2 separate regions of the Mustela erminea genome follow, and region 2 is linked to region 1. A link is a contact called in public Hi-C data. All regions are on one chromosome and are shown on one strand. Each heading gives the region's core, a stretch centred on a gene start, on an enhancer-like site or on the middle of the called end of the contact. The rest is flanking DNA. Distances are from core to core; before and after follow the strand shown. Region 1 holds the start of NDUFB6 (NADH dehydrogenase [ubiquinone] 1 beta subcomplex subunit 6). Region 2 holds the start of ACO1 (cytoplasmic aconitate hydratase).

Region 1 (3,890 bases), core at 149-2,648:
GGAGCTAGAGATGTTCGTAGTTACTGGATTGGCCATTGTTTGTAGGCCATTTCAATGGGCAGAGCTAAGATAAAATGATAAATATATTTAAAGATAAAATACATCAGGAGTTTTTCAATTACTGAGTTACTCAGTAATTGAAATTACTAAGTAATTACTCAGTTACTGAGTCTTTCAATTCAAGTTCAGGATTTTAGAGTTAACTCTGAACTCATACAGTTTACATTTGTATCTCCTTTCCCCCATTGCAAAAATTCCAGCATAAATGTTTATTTTCAGTGTCAGATGAATAATACCACTACCGACAATATAATTACCTAAAACAGTTTAAGATTGTTTTGACAGTTCCTTTGTCATTCTATATAGATGTACAATAATTTGATGTATTAAATTTACTTGAAATGGTATGTTTGGCGGGGTGTTGGTTATGCCGCCTAGCAGATCAGTTAGATTCATGTGTTCTTACTTTTGATTTTTAGAGGAAATTTTGTAAATTTAATTTTGCTTTATAATAATATGTTTAGCTGGTTCTAGAGTAAATTCTGTTACATAGAATATATCCAGACACCTGGCTTCTTTCCCTGTTTCCCTATCCTATTCCCTTTCTCCCCCAATTGGTAACATTTTAAATCAAAGCAATAGTTTTCTTTCTTTTATTTTTAAAATCTAAGCAAACATGTATATATATGTCAATTAATACCACTCTTCTCTTTTTGGATAAAAGGTAGATACTATATGCACTTCTCTCCACTTAGTTTTACACTTAACAATATATCCTAGAGATCATTCCATAGTTGTAATACAGAGCACTGCACCATAATTTATTCAGCCAGGCCACTTTTGAGGATTTGGGGGCTAATTTCCAGTGTTTTATTGTAAATGGTTCTGCAGTGAATATTCACGCACATTCTTTTCACATTTTTAACATTTTATCTTTTGGATAGAGTCCTCGATGCGGGATTGCTGGGTCAAAGCATGAATGTGTCCAATTCTGTGAGATATTTAGCTACTCGTTTAGCCTCCGCAGTACAGATGAAGGAACAGAGACTGCCCGAGGTCACTGCATCAGTCACTGATACCGCCGGGTTTTAAACCGGGAAGTAAACGTTCCCCACGCTCTCTAGGTCATGGCTTCGAAGCAGAGTACCGAGGTGGGAGAGGGAGGTGAATAATTTGTATTTGGACATCACTGTCTTGGGATCACGTATCCTTTCCTCCCAGGTCCCAGTACACCACTCGGGCCCTCAGACCTCTCCTCTTTTGTTCTTTCCGTCACTTTGCCCTCTTCTCCCTCTACTAAAACGCGCCCCCCACCTAGCCCTGGCTCGTCGGGGCGGAGGAAGAACGCGCAAACCCAGCGGCTCCGCAGAAATCGCGGGCGGTGCGGAGGCAGGACCGGAATGACGTCATAACCGCGCGCCGCTCCCAGGCGTCCTCGCAAGGTCGCCTCGGAAGCGGAGAGCGCTGCTAAGTGACAAGACCCTGGTCAGGGGCGCTCCGTGGCCTGCCTTGGTACCAGTGGCGACATGTCGGGGTACACGCCGGACGAGAAACTGCGGCTGCAGCAGCTCCAACAGCTGAGAAGGCGATGGCTAAAAGACCAGGAGCTGAGCTCCCGGGAGCCGGTGCTGCCCTCGCAGCGGATGCCGCCTATGGAGAGATTCTGGAATACGTTGTTTCGGGAACAAACCTCCTGGAAGAACGTGGTGAGTGATGGGCTTCCTTCCCTCTGATGCACACACCGCGTCGCGACCTCCGGCCTGCTGCTGGACGCCTGCTCATTGTAGCCGCACCAAGGACTGACATCCCTAGGCCCGCAAGTCCCGGTAGTTCCTTGGGGGAGAAGCGGATTCAACGGAGATTTACATTTAGCATGGACGCTCTCTTGTCCCAACAGAGCCCTGGAGTTCAGGAGCAAGTATGGCTTTGGGAGAGTCATTCCCTTTTGCTGTCAGATATGATGAAAAGGGGGCCAGTCTTTGCTTAGGTTTTACAGACTGACAGAAGGATTCACTTGAGTGAAAATTCTGTGATTTTAGTGTTTAAGGACACCTGTCTGCTTTTCAAGGTTGGGGTTAGAGGGAATGACAGTACACCCAACTACCAGAAGACAGGGGGAGCCCCTAATTGGTCGTGCAGCCCCATGTGATCACCATGAAAGATAGGGTCTTAATTGGTATGCTTAATGAGTTATATTCAAGAGCCACCTTTCTGAACTACCACTATGTTCTTTTAACACAGTTTAATTTAAAAGTGCCGTTTCTGGATTTTGCACTGAAGAAAACCACTCATTTCAGAGCTATCTTGATTTTCAGGGTTTCTGGACATTTTCTTGAGGTCTTTAAATTACATCAATTTTAATGAACACTGTATCTCAGAATTGTTTTCAATAAGTATGACATTGGCTAATGATACTATGAAGTAACACACACGTACTTTCTGTCCTGCATTTTGCTGAGGGTTTGACATGTGTTACTTTAATTCTTTACTTCTGTAAGGTAGAACTACTCCTAATCCTTATTTTAATGAGACCTACAAAAACTGAGTGAGTTATCCGTGGTCACAGAGCTAGGAATTGAAGGAGTTCCCACTGAGATCCAAGATCTACTTTCTTACTGTAATGCCAAGTCTTGTGCAAATTTTTCTGAGCAAGTGTTCTTAGACACTTATTTAGGGTGGTAAACCCTAAAGAGGGTTTCAGCCCTCTTCTCACCTTTTGTATCCTTGACATTACTTGTTTTTAGCAGCTGCTGGTTGAAAGTTGACCCAGCCATCAGCCAGTGATGTAAGGAAGTAAATAAATATTTTAGTCTGTTTTTCCTTACTTTGAGTTAGTTTTTCTTCCATAATCATATGTACTATAACACCTGTTATAGTACATATCATATGTACTAAACACCAGTTTATCCCTGGAAAGATAGATGTGTTTCAGTCAAATTGGCTGCCACGGAAAAAGTTCCGTTTTCAGTTTTATTTTGCCTTTCTCTTTTAAAATTGTGTGCCTGAAAGCATCTCAAACTGACCTTGGTACACCCCTATCCCAGTATGTAAAACATTCTTTTTCAAGCTTTGGTGTGCTCAAGGTCATCTGCCTTACACCTAGAATGGTGCAAGTGACATTGATTGTGGGTATCCGAAATTGATAAATTAGGGGGTTGACTATACCTGAAAAATTCTGTAGGTTTGATTACTCTAAGTTGATTAAAATTATTCTTTCATTACTTATGTTATGTTTATCTTTAGTAAACCTATAATAAGGATGTTTTTAGAAGTCTTTACAATATTTATATCTATCTTTGAAAACCTTACTGTAGTTTTGCTAAATGTTACTTGTCTTAAGCCTTGTTTACTGTGAAGTCTGTAGGTATCCCCTAGCAGGTCCTATGTTTAATGAAAATATTTGAATGGGTGAGGTTAGTTACAGACTATAAGGAAGTATGTAGCATGTAGATATTTTAAAATAATCATGACAGTATTATACCACGGATGCTTTTTTTCTGCCACAGACATTAAAAAATGGGATATTTGTTTATGTATGTTTCTTTTCCCTCCAGATTTATAAGGCGTACCGACACAGTGTCTTTGCTTTTACTCATGTACTTATACCTGCCTGGATTATTCATTATTATATTAAATATCATGTGAATGTAAGTATGTTTAAAGTATGTATTTTTCAGAATTTACTTTTAATATTGTACAGAATTATTTCCTATGCTGGCATAATTTATGCTGCTTTACTTAGTGGAAATAATCTTCCTCTTATAACTGGGTTTGAACTGCTTTAAATAAAGTAGTTAAGTAAAAGGTTTAATGAAACTTAAGTAAGTATGGTTTTTCAAAAAATTAATCTTTATATTAGTTGATTACAACTTGAAATGCATTTTCTCATA
Region 2 (3,666 bases), core at 1,002-3,501, 130 kb after region 1:
GAAGGGATAAGAGACCCCTACCATCAAAGTGGAGTTTTACTCCAAGAACACAGCCAGGGCACAGGGATTCCATTCCCTTCTCCCACCTGGGGCCAGGGCAACAACAGATGCAATCCACTTATGTGCTTTAACATTTCTCAACTATCAGCTTTAACATTTCTCAACATTTCTCAGTATCCAAGCTGCTTCATCAGAGCAGGAGAGGCTCTGTGGATGGCGGAGCAAAAGGGAGGAGAGTTGGGGAATCATTTTCCTTTGGTGTACACATGTATGTAATTTCTATCTGCAACTTGTTTTCACAGAGCGTGAAGCCAAGGAAAGAAACCAGTGAGGGATCCCACCCACCACACACCAGGGCGTCGGACACGGCTTTCTGGAAGGGGCTGAGGCAGGGCTGGTCCAGGTGGTACACCTCTAAAAGTGGAAAGTGGAAGAGCACCAAGATTGGGGAATCCTGATACTACTTCAATAAGCTCTTAGGCTACACAAGTACAAACAGCATTGACCATGGAGGAAAGGAAGGCAATGTTCTTTTGGAAATGACTTTTTGACTACTTGGTAACTTCACACCAACCCCTACACACTTGGCATGGGCTCCCCGTGGCCAAATGTCTGAACCCACAGGTCCTTTCTGCCATATCACTGCTGCAATCGGGGCACACAGACAGGCCAACTCTATGGGCACAGTAACAACCAAAGCCATCTGTGAGCCTTGCTGAGTTTTCAGGAGGCTATTGGGGTTCATCATCTTTTATGTGGGAACCTAGTACTTAGCTTCCAAAGTGAGATCAAGCTTGGTCCCAAATTCCAGAGGTTAACATTGTCCATGCATGGGGTGGTGCATGTTTCCATTTAGAGCAAGCAACCCAAGCAAGAGAGAGGACAAATGACTTAAGCCTCCAAAGCATTTCCTATACCAGTGGTTCTCAAAGCGTGGAGCTGGTATCCACAAGATCATTATTTGAAAGATCACCACTTTCATTATAACACCAAGATGCAATTTGTCCTTTTCACCATCATGTGCTCAGGAGTATACAGCAGAGTTTTCCAGAAGCAACATGATGGGATATTGCAAGATTGAATGAAGAAGCAGATATTAGAATCCAGGTGCCTTCTAATAAACCTGACATCAAAGATATGTGTAAAAATATAAAACAATGCCACTCTTCTCAGTAACATAATGTTTTGGAAAATACGGATATTTATAATAGGTCCACTATTTAAAAAAATGGATTATTAAGTACGGTAAATTTTGTTTTATATATATGGTAAATATAAAACACACAGCCCACATAAACAATAGCTCTTTGGTACAGGAATTTTCATGAATGTAAAGGGGTTTTTGAGCGCCCCAAAAGTTTAAGCACCGCTGTCCTAGAGGCTGTGTCTCCCCGCCCCCAAGCCTGTGAGGAGGGTTATGTGTGTTGCAAGAAAGATGTTCCATTCTGATGTCTGGCTCAATTAAGAATGGCAGCCCATGCTCCTTCCGGGATCTCTTGAATCTATGAAGGTAGGCTCTGTGCCCAACCCTTCCACCTCACCCCATTTGCCCCTTATCATTTGGTGTGGATTCCCCGACCTGACGGCTCAGTGAGGATTTCCCTATTCCGTAAGCCCGGGCGCGGTGGGAACTCCTTAGTGAGGCCCGCACACCCTCCTGGGGTTAGGACACCCCAGCGAGGCCCGCACACCCTCCTCCGGGTTAGGATTCGCCAGTTCGGCCGGCCTGCAGAGCCTGGGTGAGGACTCCCCCTGAGGCCCGCACAACCTCGGCGAGGACTCTCCAGCGGCATGCACAGTCAAGGCGAGGAGGGACGAGGAAAGCCATTTCCAGTCCCTGAATCCTGTGGCCCGCGCGGCACCGGCTGGAGACCAGCGGAGAGGTCGATTCCCCGGAGCTAGTCCCCTCCCCGATTCTCCCCTGGGCCTTCCCGGCTTCTCTCCAGCCCCGGGCCGCTCTGCGCACGTCAGTCCCTCTCGGGGAGGGAGCCTCGGGCGCCGCGGAAGAGGCTCGCGCCGACTGCCCCGGGGACAGGGCGGCGGGCGCTCCCGCCCCGGGACATCCGTCGGGCCGAGCGGGTACTCACCGCTGAATGCACAGCCGGGATCTGACGGGCGGGCAGGCTCCAAGTGCAGAGCGCGCTCCCCTGCGCTGCGCTGTTCCAGGGGCCGCCGCCTCCGCGCCCCTCCCCCTGCGTCCCCCGGGGCCACCGGCGGGTGGGCGGAGCAGGGGCGGAGCGGGGGGCGCCGGGCTCGGGCGCAGCCGGGCCGTGGCCGGGGGGGGCGGGGCGGAGTCTGTCCCGGCTGCCCCGCCCCTCCCGGCTCTGGCGACCTCGCCCTCCGCGGCGAGGGGCGGTGGCTAAGGGCTGGGCTGCAGGAAGCGGGCTGCCACGTGCTCGGCTGGGGCCACCCCTGCGGGCCCGCAGACTGGGACGCGGTTGGCTTTCGCTCGCCCTGAGGTATAGGGTGCGACTGTCCGGTTCCCGCTAGGTGGTGAGCCGAAGGGGTGGGGAAGAAATGCAGTCATTTTCTTTTTGTGCTTTTTAAAAAACGACTTGGCGGTCAAGGTGGAGACTTTATTCTTTGGCTGCCCTGGTACTTGTAGTCACGTTACCCCTCTCCCCACCGACTCGCCCCCTTTCACCTTCTCGTGTCCACCCCCTACGCCTACTCCCTCCTGAATTCCTTGCAAAACGTACCAGATGGGCGTCAGAATCACGCTAACATCATAGGACTTCAACGTTTCCATGGTTATGAATGCAGAGTTTCTAGTGTTAAAAAAATTATTTTTTAAACGTGTGACAACACTTTATAATGCAGGCTGTTCGCTGGTCGGATATCAGAGAAATGGCTGAGAGTTGACACTGAGTGCGCCTTCGTCCCAAGATCCGCTTTTTATCAATCGATAGGTTGGTTGGGGTTGCCTTCTTCGGCAAATATAAGTACAAAGAAATGATTAGACCTTTAGGTTGAAAGTGGCGAGGTTTTTCTGCCAACTTATATGGAAGATTACTGTACTTTTCTGTCTTGAGCATCTGAATAAACAGGCTGTAGGACGAATAGCAAATAGCTAATACTAACACTAACACTGCTACCAGTTAATTACCACACTGCTCCTCTGTGCAGGGTCCTATGGTTGGATCTTTACGTGTCTTACTTAATTCAACTCCTCCATCTGTCCTGTGAAATGAAGAGTATTACCCCATTTTGCAGATACAGAATGCCCCATAGCTGGGATTCAGTCTTCATGCCTGTCTTCCAAGCTACAGCTATCCCCTAATTGCATCTAATTTTTTTTTTAAGGATTTTATGCATTTATCTGACAGAGAGAGAGAGGGAACACAAGCAGGGGGAGTGGGAGAGGGAGAAGCAGGCTTCCTGCTGAGCAGGGAGCCCCATGTGGGGCTCAATCCCAAGAAGACCTTGGGATCATGATCTGACGAAGGCAGACTCCCGACCAATGAGCCAGCCAGGTGCTCTGCATCTAATTTTTAAATATAAAGGGTTATATTTAACTTTGAAAGATGAGATATTTACTGTATTTCCAATATGGAAGAAGACTTTCTTCCCACATGCTTCCTAAATTCACATTTACCCGTTCTTCTTATGAACATTCATTGAACAAACTTTCCTGAGTGTCTACCATATGCCAGAGTTCCACCACAA

What was found. Hi-C and Micro-C count contacts between places; a contact is called where the count stands out from the background.
Region 2: a contact with region 1 is called in a Hi-C map of skeletal muscle, with 14 times the contacts expected there. The contact joins the promoter of ACO1 here to the promoter of NDUFB6 in region 1. A contact is called at or near these places in 2 of 3 Hi-C or Micro-C datasets (skeletal muscle and spleen).

The regions. Positions count from the first base shown.
Region 1 is chr12:38,156,973-38,160,862 of mMusErm1.Pri, forward strand. It overlaps NDUFB6 (NADH dehydrogenase [ubiquinone] 1 beta subcomplex subunit 6), which reads left to right and starts at 1,399. Exons shown (of 4, transcript XM_032308898.1): 1 at 1,399-1,706; 2 at 3,555-3,647. The coding sequence starts at 1,527.
Region 2 is chr12:38,287,363-38,291,028 of mMusErm1.Pri, forward strand. It overlaps ACO1 (cytoplasmic aconitate hydratase), which reads right to left and starts at 2,252. Exons shown (of 21, transcript XM_032306964.1): 1 at 2,088-2,252.